Linked DNA regions of Ovis aries: region 1 is linked to region 2. Evidence: chromatin contacts called from public Hi-C data. All regions are on one chromosome and are shown on one strand. The core of a region is the stretch at or near the end of the contact, and the rest is flanking DNA. Distances in the headings are between cores, read along the strand shown. Region 1 overlaps ATG10 (autophagy related 10). Region 2 overlaps LOC132659902 (a long non-coding RNA gene).

Region 1 (5,538 bases), core at 1,399-3,898, 300 kb before region 2:
CTTCTCAACAGAGATTGAGAACAAAGGAAAAGAAGAGAGACAGGGAAGAAATTAATCAGAATTCAAGCTGAAATAAATATAGAAATCTGTAGTTGTAATGAAAGGGAAAACCAGGTAAGCTTAGGAGTCTGGTGAAGCCCAAAGCTATTATGTATATGCGCAAGATTTACAACACATTTCTAACACTTGCTATCAACTTCTGACCAAAGCCAAGCCCCCACAAAGGGAAAACTGGGACATAAAAAGGTGTTGGAATGATGAACAGTACTTAGAAGCCTTTTGCACAATACAAATAATTCTTTAACACAGTGTGCTTTAAAAATAGTTGGAGGAAAAAAACAGCCACTTGAAGATATCAGTGCTTTGTGAGAATGGACTTCATAGTCAATAAAGCACCATTTTAGGGTAGGCTATTTATTAGTATCAATGCCTGAGAGAAGTGCAATGACCTCTCACCCACTGCTGAGGAGCAAATGGTATTAAGCGTGCCCCACCACCTCTCCCAAACCTAAAATGGCAAGAGTGGATAGGGAAAAAAGAGCACTGGGAAGGACATTTTCTCTCTTAAATTAATCAAACCCTCAGCAACTGAGCTCCTATAAGCCCAAGTAGTAGAAACGAGAGGTGCCCAGAAACAGAATTTTGCACCACCTTGGCTGTATGCCTTCAGGGATCCAACGCAAATATGTGTTTACAGAAGCAGAACAGCTCCCCAGCTAGCGGAAATGCTCAGCTTTGAGTCCTCAGGACTTTCCACTTTCCTTAGCCAACCATTCCTACAGTCTCTAGGAAGCAACAAACTAAAGAGTAAAGATATAGAGATGGCTTGGGTTCTGAGTTTCCTGGAGACAAAAGAATTACTCCCTTCCATATAACTCATTTGGAGAAGGCAATGGCACCCCACTCCAGCACTCTTGTCTGGAAAATCCCATGGATGGAGGAGCCTGGTGGGCCGCAGTCCATGGGGTTGCTAAGAGTCGGACACGACTGAGCGACTTCACTTTCATTTTTCACTTTCATGCATTGGAGAAAGAAATGGCAACCCACTCCAGTGTTCTTACCTGGAGAATCCCAGGGATGGGGGAGCCTGGTGGGCTGCCGTCTATGGGGTCGCACAGAGTTGGACACGACTGAAGTGACTTAGCAGCAGTAGCAGCATATAACTCATCAGAAAAGTTCAAATAAGAAACCATCATAAGGTTTCGAGGTTTCCATCTTTGAACTGTATGCAGAAATGGTTAGAAATTCCTCCTCTAGGTTCATTCAATAGTTGCTGACATTGTGCCACAGTTAATACTATGGGCATTAAAATGAGTAAGACAAAGAATATATATGTAATATAAGTATTACACACCCACACACATCTATGAGTAAAGCTTATCACTCTGTAGGCTGAAGTACTCACTATTAATTGCCTTTCTCTCTCTTTTTACCTTAACCTCCTCCCTTCTAGATTATCATTTTATAGGGAACAAGTAAACAAATAATTTTCTGATATCATGCAACATGTGATATATGATATAATGTGATATAATATGACACAGGGGTGATAACAACAAATGGCATGTTAGCTGAGTCTTGGGCAATAGTTGGCCTGGCAGACACTGGACATATCAAGGAGTAAGAGGTGATCACAGTCCAATGTAGTTGTACTTTAAGAAACAGAATAAAGATTTCCTCTTACATCTAAGCTAGTTGATAAAAGAAAAGGTAATATCAATTTAAATAGGAATTACTTACTACTTGCTTTACCTAAAAAAAAAAGGTACTAGAATAAAATTCAGAGCAAAGCAGAGAAACTAATTTTTACTAAGACTCAAATGCAAAAAAAAAAAAAAAAAAAAAATTCTAAATACCTGTCAAAAACAAGGCTGAGTGAACTATTTTTGAAGCAACAATAACAAAAAAAGACCCCTGAGCAAGAAATTTTATAGCCATCCTGTTTCTAGGTCGGAATTCTCTTAGAATGAGACAAAGAAAAATCTGGACCTGGAATAAGAAGAAGATGTTAGGAATTCAATTCACCACACTAACAGAGATTTGTTTAACAGATGAAAGGCCAGAGTAACCACATAACATATGAACAGGGAATGGACTGAGGGGAAAAAAGGAAAAATTATGACTCCAGAGTAAAGGATAATACATTTTCAGAACACCTGTTAGGTTAAGTTAGGTAGAGAAAGGAAAAGAAATTATCAGACTCTGATAAAGGAAAGAACCATTCTTCATGTTTCTCCACAAGAAAACACTCAGTATGCTTTGCAAATATTAAATCTGATATTCTAATGCACCTGAAAAATCACTAAGTGAATTCCAGAATTTAAAAATTCCTAACGCTAATTCTATACAACACAGAATGGGGAGGGTGAAGAATAAGAAATGCTTCGACACAAAGTAAATGACTTGTTTGTGTTTCCTTTATAAAAGCATAAACAAAGAGCATCTTAAAATATATAAATAGAATCAAAAAAGGCTAGTTATTTTGTGTGTTTTTTTTAAGAAACAGAAAACCACCATGAAGAAAAGAGCGTAGAAAGTATACAAATTTCATTAAAATATAATTGAACTTGCAGGAACAATTACTGTGCTGTACTGTAAGGGGAGCTGTTGGCACATAAGAGCAAAGCACACGTATGAGCTCATCCACCAGCCTCAGCAAGACCCACTTCCAGCTAGAAGCAGTCATGTTTCAACACCTCCGATTCCCTAACGCTGACAAGCTAAACAACTTGTTTTGTCTCTGGGAGCTCTTCTCTGGTGATTAACTGCTTATGGTGAATACTAATTACATGAAAGTACAGTATTGAAGAAATGGTATCCTGTTTCCTTTACCTGCAGCCTCGACATGAATCCAGAAGCTACTGGGTAGAGTCCTTGCAAACCAAAACCGAGAAGGACATTTTTCTCCCCTCCAGTAAATAAATGTAACCCCTTCTATTTTTCAGTATAACACAGCTCACTGACAAGAAGCTTCCTTTAACCTCTGGGCTCCAAACCAAGTAGAATCACAATAAAGTGAGTATTTTAAAGGCCTATAATAATCATATGGATTAATCTGCAGCAAGAGTTTGTGAATTAGTAAACTCAGTGTCCTTAATTCCCCATGTCCCATGTTGAAAATTTACCCCAAATTGTCAGTTCTTAGGAGCTGCACCTCAGATTAAAATCTTCTCACCAGGGAGTCTATGAGAATTTGTTCTTGTGTTTTAAATCCTAAGTGCTTGTTAAACCGCCAACACTGCAAAATTAGAGACCATTAAACAATATAAGGCAGCAAGTGATTAAATCTACCAAATACACATTCAAAGCAGCTTAAGCTACTTTTTAATTAAAAATAAAATATCACTGGCTAAATTCAGATGTCTTAGCTATCCAGAAAAGGTTAGAAGGCTGTCCAAAATGCAAAATGCTGCTGATAAGTCCAGAGAGAAAAAGAGAAATGGGGTAGGGGTGGGCTGGGGAGGTGGTTCCTCTTGACTTCTGAGCCCAGGGTGGAGAGGCCTCAAAACGCTGACCTGGTTTAGTCAGAGGACGTGAAGCGGGGAGCCCTGGCTGTGCTGCAGGGTGAGGACTTCATGTGGCCGCTGATTAAATAAGCTTTATTAGCCAAGACCTCAGAGGAGACAGGGTGTTCCACCTTCTTGGCAAGGGGGATGAGTTGAGTAACACTGCAGGAAGCTGAGGCACTGGAGATGTATAGATGGCCGAAGGAAATGTTAGTGCTATTTTTAAACATAGCTTAAATGGACTGATAAACAGTTCCTAAAATAATAATTAGTGTTGGGGAAGGAGGCATGGGGACTTTTGAGTTAATGGGATCATTTGAGATTGAAAGAAATTTTCACTGTAAAGTTAGAAGTAAATAAACATTGTAGCTTTAAGTTGTTCCTACTTGTTTAAAGTAAAGAAAAGAAAAAGGGCCAGGGGGCTTAGTCAACGCTGGGCAGGAGGCCAAGAATCTGCAGATCAGACTTAGGGCTGAGATGATATCATTCACTCTAAAGTCTTGATATTCTTTCTAAAGCATGAGAAAATTTACTGGTAAAACCTTACCTCACCCACAGTTTTCTTATTTTTAACTCTTTTCTTTTTTTCTCTCAAGAATAATTTTCCAAATCTGCTTTCTGCCTTATATGTAAATGTTATGAATTTACATTTAGCTTCCAACATGGTCTTACCTAAAAAGCTTGCCCTAAAGTAAAGCACAGGCACTTGGTAGCTGCAGGAATATAAGACATGATACTCATATTTAATCACTTCAGCTGCCGTGGTGGTCTCGGTTACCTCAAAATCATCCAGGGGGGGATCTACAGCCTCCTGAAAAAAAGCAAATACAATAACAGAATGTGGCTGTCAATAAAAAGAAGCACATTAACACACACAAAGAGAAAGCCGAGGTTTTCTTCATGCAAAATAACAGTTAAATAAATATAGGACTATGAGGTAAGGAAAAGGGAGTTTCCCACATTAATGTTTAACATTTGAGTCCTGGGTAAATAGTAAAACCAGAAAACATTAGCATTAAGTAATTCCAGATTGTTTTCGAGAGACAAAGCAGCTCTGAGTAAAGAAACAGGAAGAGGGGAAAAAAGTGAAAAGATCTATTGCAACAGCAACTCTGAAAAATCTTTACTGTACAATTTTAGCAACAAGATGATAGCTATACAAGCTACCTTCTTCCCTACCTGTGAAAGCTAAAAACATCCTAACAATTGAGCAAGAGACTGTGAAATGTCCCTAAAGATTCTATTGTACTTGCCAAAAGATGATTCATTGTGTGCTGAACAATTCCCAGTTCCATTTTGAATAAAAAAGTTATTTTGCAAGAGGTTGAGTTTGTTAGGTACATTTCAAAACCTGAGATGAATCTGTTTTCTTTATTATTGTGCCATCTTTGGTACATTTCTACAAAAAATCTTGATTTATAATAGAGTAGATGGCAAATATCAATGTCAACATAAACAGGGTTTTGTAAGCAAAGATGGTTCTAGCTAGTTCACTTCTCACCTAATCATTCTCTACAAGTTGATTTTTTTATCATTATTATGTGTAGGGTTTGTTGATAATGTATCTTAACGTTTGGAAGCAATTAATTGGACATGTTGAGTCAGAATCTGATTCCATCCACATTCACTTATTTAATGGGCTGAAGAACTTTCTTTGACATTAATTTTTAGTAGGACAGAAGAAGCAGATTGGTTTGACTCATTTCTACCTTTCATTAAAATGGTAACAACAATGAACAATGGAAAAGAGCAACAGGAAAGATTTCAAACTTTATCAACATGAAATAAGGTTTCCTGTGGAGATAAGTAAAGCCAGAGACTACTCTCCAGATCTCTTATCTGCTTTACTAATTCCCTACTCACAGTCCATTCACTGGGGGAGATATTATACTAGATAAACCACAACTGAAGATATTTACAAAATAGTTTTTCACTAAACTCTAGTAAACACTATCAATTAAACACAACGAATTAAATAACTGAAAAGAAACCACTGAAATAAATATTCCAGATACAGAAAATTAATACAGTA
Region 2 (5,464 bases), core at 1,429-3,928:
TCATTAATATTCATTAATTTTAAAAGCAGTTTGGTTAGCTTTGGCAATTGTCTATCAGATATTATGCCTTTAAATAAAAATAATTACAAGAACTTCATTATTTAAAAATGTAATTAGCATGAAGTTTAAAACCTACATTTTCACTAGAGGATGTTATTCATTGGATAATGTACATTTTTTGGAAGGGTCTATTTTAATTGAATTCCTGGGGTAAAATTCTAAAAATCATAGTGACTAAAATAACCTAAATGTAACCAAAAGTAAACTGAGAGTACTTTTTTTTCAAATGTTCGAATTAATTTCCACTTTAAAAGAGTACCATAGTTGACCCAATTAGCTCTGTAAACGAATTCTGTTGTTTAACATTCTTTAGCATTTCACAGTAGACAGTTTTCACCCATCCACCACCTTAGATCCCCAAAGATCTCAGCGCACATTTAGTGATATTTACCTTATGAAGTAACTAAATCCAGAAGAGCATTGAGCTCACATCACTGTAAAAAGAAATTGTTTCCTCATGCTTGCCGCTCCCATTCAGGGACTAGAAGCTGAAAACTCTGAAAATTATCCTTGTGCAACTAGGAAATTGTGGACAGAAATGCAAAATAGTTTTATTTGTATATAAGCCCAGCCATAGAAACCATACAAAACCTTGCTCTGCAAAAAAGTCCTCCAGCCTTTGTAAATCAGGCTTTTTACACCATGACAGATTAACAGCCAGGGCAAAAAATTCATGCACATGGAGTTGGAAATGGAATCCTCCACACGTCCTTCTTGATTCATGTCCACACTGAGGTACAACAATGTTGAGTAGTACTTTGTGGATTGTAAGAAAATAAATAAATAAAAATTAAAGTACCACCCAAAGAAAATAAGTCTGAATAATTCAGGGAGACTTTTGAGGCAAGACCAACAAGGAAAATTCACTGTAGTGAATAGCGAAACTTTTAAGAATACACACTTCTTTGTGTGTGGCTTTTATTTTTTAATTTTTTTTAGGGCTGGCTGCTCTAGAAATGTATTTGAATCAGTTTGATTTGTGTTTGTCAAAAGTAACTTCCAGTGCCAGAGAAACACCTCAGTTCTTTAGGTTTTATTTTTAGCTTTTTGTTTTTGTTTTGTGTTTAAGGTAAGTTAGCCCTTTGGGACTAGCACAATTTTCCTGTTTAGGGTCGTTTGGAAAATAAGAGAGATCGTCTTGCTTCTTGTTATCAAACATAGGTGACTGTAGATATAATTTTTCTAAAAACGTGGTTAATAACAGTCTACCAGCAAGAGTAAATCGAGTACCTGCCTCCCTAAATGGATTAAATCAGCGTCTCTGCAATACCATACTGGATAATGGGTAATATTCTTTATAGAGGTATTTATCCACTCTGACTTATTATTGAAGAATACAGAAAAATTTTGCTGCATCCACAAGTGGACAGATTTCCAATTCAAGAGGGCAGGCTTTGGGCTGCCGCTTGCTTTAGGGATTTTGAACCCCCTCAGTTGCCCACACCTGACTTGACTTGACATACAGCAGCACCCTCCCTGGGATCTCCCCTGTCTTTATATCTAGTTGGGGAGGAGTGTGGCCTCCCCAAACTAGACATAAAGTTAATATCAGTGTCCGAGGTTCCAGCTCCTCCCCCAAAACCCATAGCCCTCAAGGGGTGCTAATTCATGAGTGCCAAAACTCGGCAAGTCAGGCCTTGTCCTCTCCAGTCTGAGTAGGATTGACTGTACCCGGATAAAAGCACGGGGCGGAAAGGGTTAATCACAATCCTCCTCTTCCTCCTCTCCCCCCTCCACCCGGCGACAGAGCCAGGAGTGTCTCAGCGGGAGAGCAACTGGAAACCACAAACACCCAAACCCAGGAGCAACTCAAACTAAACCTGGAGACCTGGCTTAGGGAAAGGAGTTAAGTTTAGACCAAACGGTTTTATCAAGGTAGCTGAAAAGGTGCTGCCCTCAGATCTCAAGGATTTCTTTGATGTTGCAGCTGAAGCCTCAAAAATACATTTATGACCCTAATGCCCTTTATTCCCAAAGACCCCAAGGGGTGTTTGTAGAAACGTCCTGCAGGCGTACAGAGTGCAGTGGGAGTGAAGAAAACCCCCGCGGTTATACACGCCTGGCCACCTGGTCCAGGTAACCTTTGCTGCGGGGTCGGGGCCGCCAAGCAACAACCTTCGCCCCATGACAGGGCATCCTCCAAACCCACCGCAGCCAAGACTTTGCAGGACCCATCCGCCTGCCCCGGCCCCGGCCCCCGCCTCCCAGCCCCAGTCTTCCCCACACCATCCCAATCCCTTCCCTACTCCTCACCCTGGGTCGGGGGGGTCCCTGATCGCCAGCCCCCCTAAAACCTACCGGCGCTCTGAGCGCCCACCAGCAAATTCCTACCAGCCCCAGCCTTCCAGGAAAGCAAAAGCCAAAAAAAAAAAAAAAAAGACCATGACATCACGGGCAGGTTTATTTGGGTTTGTTTGTTTGCTTGTTGGCTCGATTAAATACTCGTGGAAGGTGAACGTACCCCACACAGGAGAAGTTTGATGTTGACAAACTTCTGGTGGCAGCGAGACAGTGTCAGCACAACTTCCGGGATAATGAGAGCTGCTTTGCAGGGAGCGCGGCAGCTGCGGCGGGAGGCGGCCGCCGGACGGAACAGCAAATGCTATTCAGCCCGAGCAGTTTCAAGCCGCCCGAGCTGGGGAATTACTGTAGTCGAGCTACGGCTCTTACCACCGGCGCTGGATCTGGGCGCGCGTTAGGGGGGGAAGCTGCAGGCACAGGGCGCCGAGAGGGGAGCTTTCAAGTTACTTTGCTCCACCCCTACACCCGGCAGAGGCTGGCAGGCTGCATGGTAACTGCCAGCATCTTGGTCCCTGCTCCTTTAGGCGGCCGCCCTGGAATCAACCAACTTTTCTCTCCCCCAAAACTCCCTCTTTGTTTCAAATAGGACTCTCCAAAATTTATTCTTGGGAAGACTGACAGCCGGGGTCAAGAAACAGCTGTTGAAGTTAATGTTTCTTCCTCCCACTTCGTCTGATGGTTGTGCCCTGCCAAGACAAAGTGAGAGGCACTGCCTGGTGGCTTCTTTAAACAGACAAGCATTTAGCCAAAAAAAAAAAAAAAAAAAAGTGGGGGAGAGTGGGGGGGTGGATATTTTCCTGCTTAACATACAATCTGATCAGAAATGCAACAGCATGTGCTTTTCAACTTGTGCTGATTACTTGCTGAAAAGATGCTTCGGCTTTTAGTTTTGAACACTCTTAGCACTGGGGAGGGGGTGGGGTGGGCACAGGGATGGTGGGAGAGGTGGTGAGGACACTTTCCATGTTTTGGTAAAGGGGCAAAAATGTTACACCTTCCTCCTCTGACCCACCTCACCCTCTCTAAGAAAGATAGAATGGCCTGGGGGAGGGAGGAAAGAGTTACATTCCTTTGCAAGGTTTAATTCACATTTCAAATTTCATATCATGATGCAGAACAAGGACTGGCCTAGAGCTAGGCAAATTGTTTTTATTTGGAGACCTAGGCCAACCTGGACCTTGCTGCCAGCTCTTGGTAGTTCTTGGTGGCTTTCTCCAGATTAGGCCTGTCTCTTCTACAATTCCCCAACCCAGCTCCTTTGCCCAGAGGGCATGCTGTGGGACAAGCTATCTTGTTTTTTCCTGCTTTCTTCAGGGTGAAGGTTGATTTTAGCACAACCCTTCCTCTGCTCCCGGTGCAGTTTAGGGTGCCCTGGGGGTCTGCCTGAGTCTCCCTGTCCTGACTGAGCTCTCCAAAAGTGGTTGTTCTCTGTAGTGGGAGTGGGGAATTGGGAACTCGATTCCTTCCTCATCAGAGAACTTAACCAGTCTTTCAAGTGCCCCATTGCCCTTTGGGAACACTCTGCTCACTTGGTCTCTCTCAGACATGGTCATATGAAGACACAAAAGGCCTTCCTACTCCACCACCAGGTTAGCCTGTCACCGCATCGCAATGCAGTGCCATCACAAAGTGATATTGCATCAGACCCAAGGATATTTTAGGAAGCTCTCAAGCTGGGTCCAACCAGCCTCTGTGCAAGAATCAGGGCCACACTGCCAAAATGAGGGCTGTGGAGATGCTGGACAGGTGGCAATGATGCCCTCTCTATTCTCAGCTCCATTCCCCACTTGCTGTCCCATCCCTCCCCAACCTTACCCCGGAGACCTCACCCCAGCCAGTCTGATGCACTCAATGACTTCGCCACCTTTCCCTCTGCCTAGTTCCCAGAGGGCACCACTTTTTTCTCCCTCTTGTGTCTCTTTGCAGTGTGCCGGTCCACCTTCTGCTGTATTTCCTGTTTTTCTGCCTATTGTGGTCACTCACTGAGACCTTAAGTAGCATTTGTTCTTATTAACTGAATCATTTGAATTACTCTTGGAGTTGCTCTGGCTGCTGCAAGCAAAACCTCCAACTTGGGCATCTGCAGTCCTGCTCAACTCGTTTGACTTGGGTGAACCTTTCCCCTCCTCTCCAACTCTGGGTCCCCCAGTTGGGGTGACATGATGGCAGTGGCCAAGCATCAGGCGCCACCCTCAGCAAGTACCCGCTTCTCTGAGTCCTACTCATGCAATCCAGCAGTCAATTGACTTAAATTCCTTTCGCTTTAGTGTTCTTGTCCTTAGATCAGCGCTCAGCAGCTAGCAGGGCTATAGGCAGACCTCCACTAATCCTGAAGTTGTAATTCCCTACTGCTGGCTCCTGTAGTTTTATTATGGCCTCCTTTTTTTCTAAGATTGACAGACATAAACCTTCAGTGTGGAGGTCTGCACCGGCACCCTTAAAGGCTTCTTTGTGTGGAAATATAACCTCAGGGCAAAGTCGGCCCAGCTCCAGGAAAGGCACATTATCCTGCTACAGGGAATTACTGTGTTGGGGCAGACCTCAGGTTCCTCCTTCTGGCTGGCTACCTGGCATCCTCCCAGGGACAATGCTTTCTTCCTCTGCATGCGTGCTAAGTCGCTTCAGTCGTGTCCAACTCTTTGGCAACACTATAGACTGAGGCCCGCCAGGCTCCTCTGTCCATGAGATTCTCCAGGCAAGAATACTGGAGGGGGTTGCCTTGCCATGCTCTCTTCCAGGAATCTTCCTGACCCAGGGATCGAACATGCATCTCTTATGTCTCCTGCATTGGTGGGTGGGTTCTTTACCACTAGCACCACCTGGGAAGCCCTTTCTAAGTAGAGTTTTTTTGTGGGAGGACTTTGGAGGATTGGGACTACTGTAAGAGGAGACCTGTAGCAGCTGTCCAGCAACTCTACATGCAATCAGAGGAATCAGATGTCCTTCCTTCAGTGTGTGGGTCTCTAAATGCAACCACTCCTGAAGCTCTCAAGCACGCGTGGGGTCAGGGTGCCCCCTGGTAAGGTAGCTGTCTTGGAGCTAATGATACTTTTCCCGGTGCCTTCGTATCACCTAGAGGAGCTGATCTATTTATGCAGGTGTT

Evidence for each region. A called contact is a pair of places that touch in the nucleus more often than the background predicts.
Region 1: a Hi-C map of tail adipose tissue shows a contact between it and region 2, with 4 times the contacts expected there. The contact joins two enhancer-like sites. A contact is called at or near these places in 4 of 16 Hi-C or Micro-C datasets (hypothalamus, skin fibroblasts and tail adipose tissue).

The regions. Positions count from the first base shown.
Region 1 is chr5:79,670,216-79,675,753 of ARS-UI_Ramb_v3.0, reverse strand. It overlaps ATG10 (autophagy related 10), which reads right to left. Exons shown (of 7, transcript XM_060415984.1): 4 at 4,179-4,317. Among named protein-coding and RNA genes, the nearest start is that of TRNAC-GCA, 79 kb to the right of the region's middle. Within about 2 kb of position 2,648, at least 39 of the 54 cell types and tissues checked have an H3K27ac peak or open chromatin away from gene starts, as enhancers often do. A contact at or near this core is called in hypothalamus and tail adipose tissue, where this site is marked.
Region 2 is chr5:79,373,610-79,379,073 of ARS-UI_Ramb_v3.0, reverse strand. All of the region lies in intron 1 of LOC132659902 (a long non-coding RNA gene), which reads right to left. Among named protein-coding and RNA genes, the nearest start is that of SSBP2, 97 kb to the right of the region's middle. Within about 2 kb of position 2,678, at least 52 of the 54 cell types and tissues checked have an H3K27ac peak or open chromatin away from gene starts, as enhancers often do. A contact at or near this core is called in hypothalamus and tail adipose tissue, where this site is marked.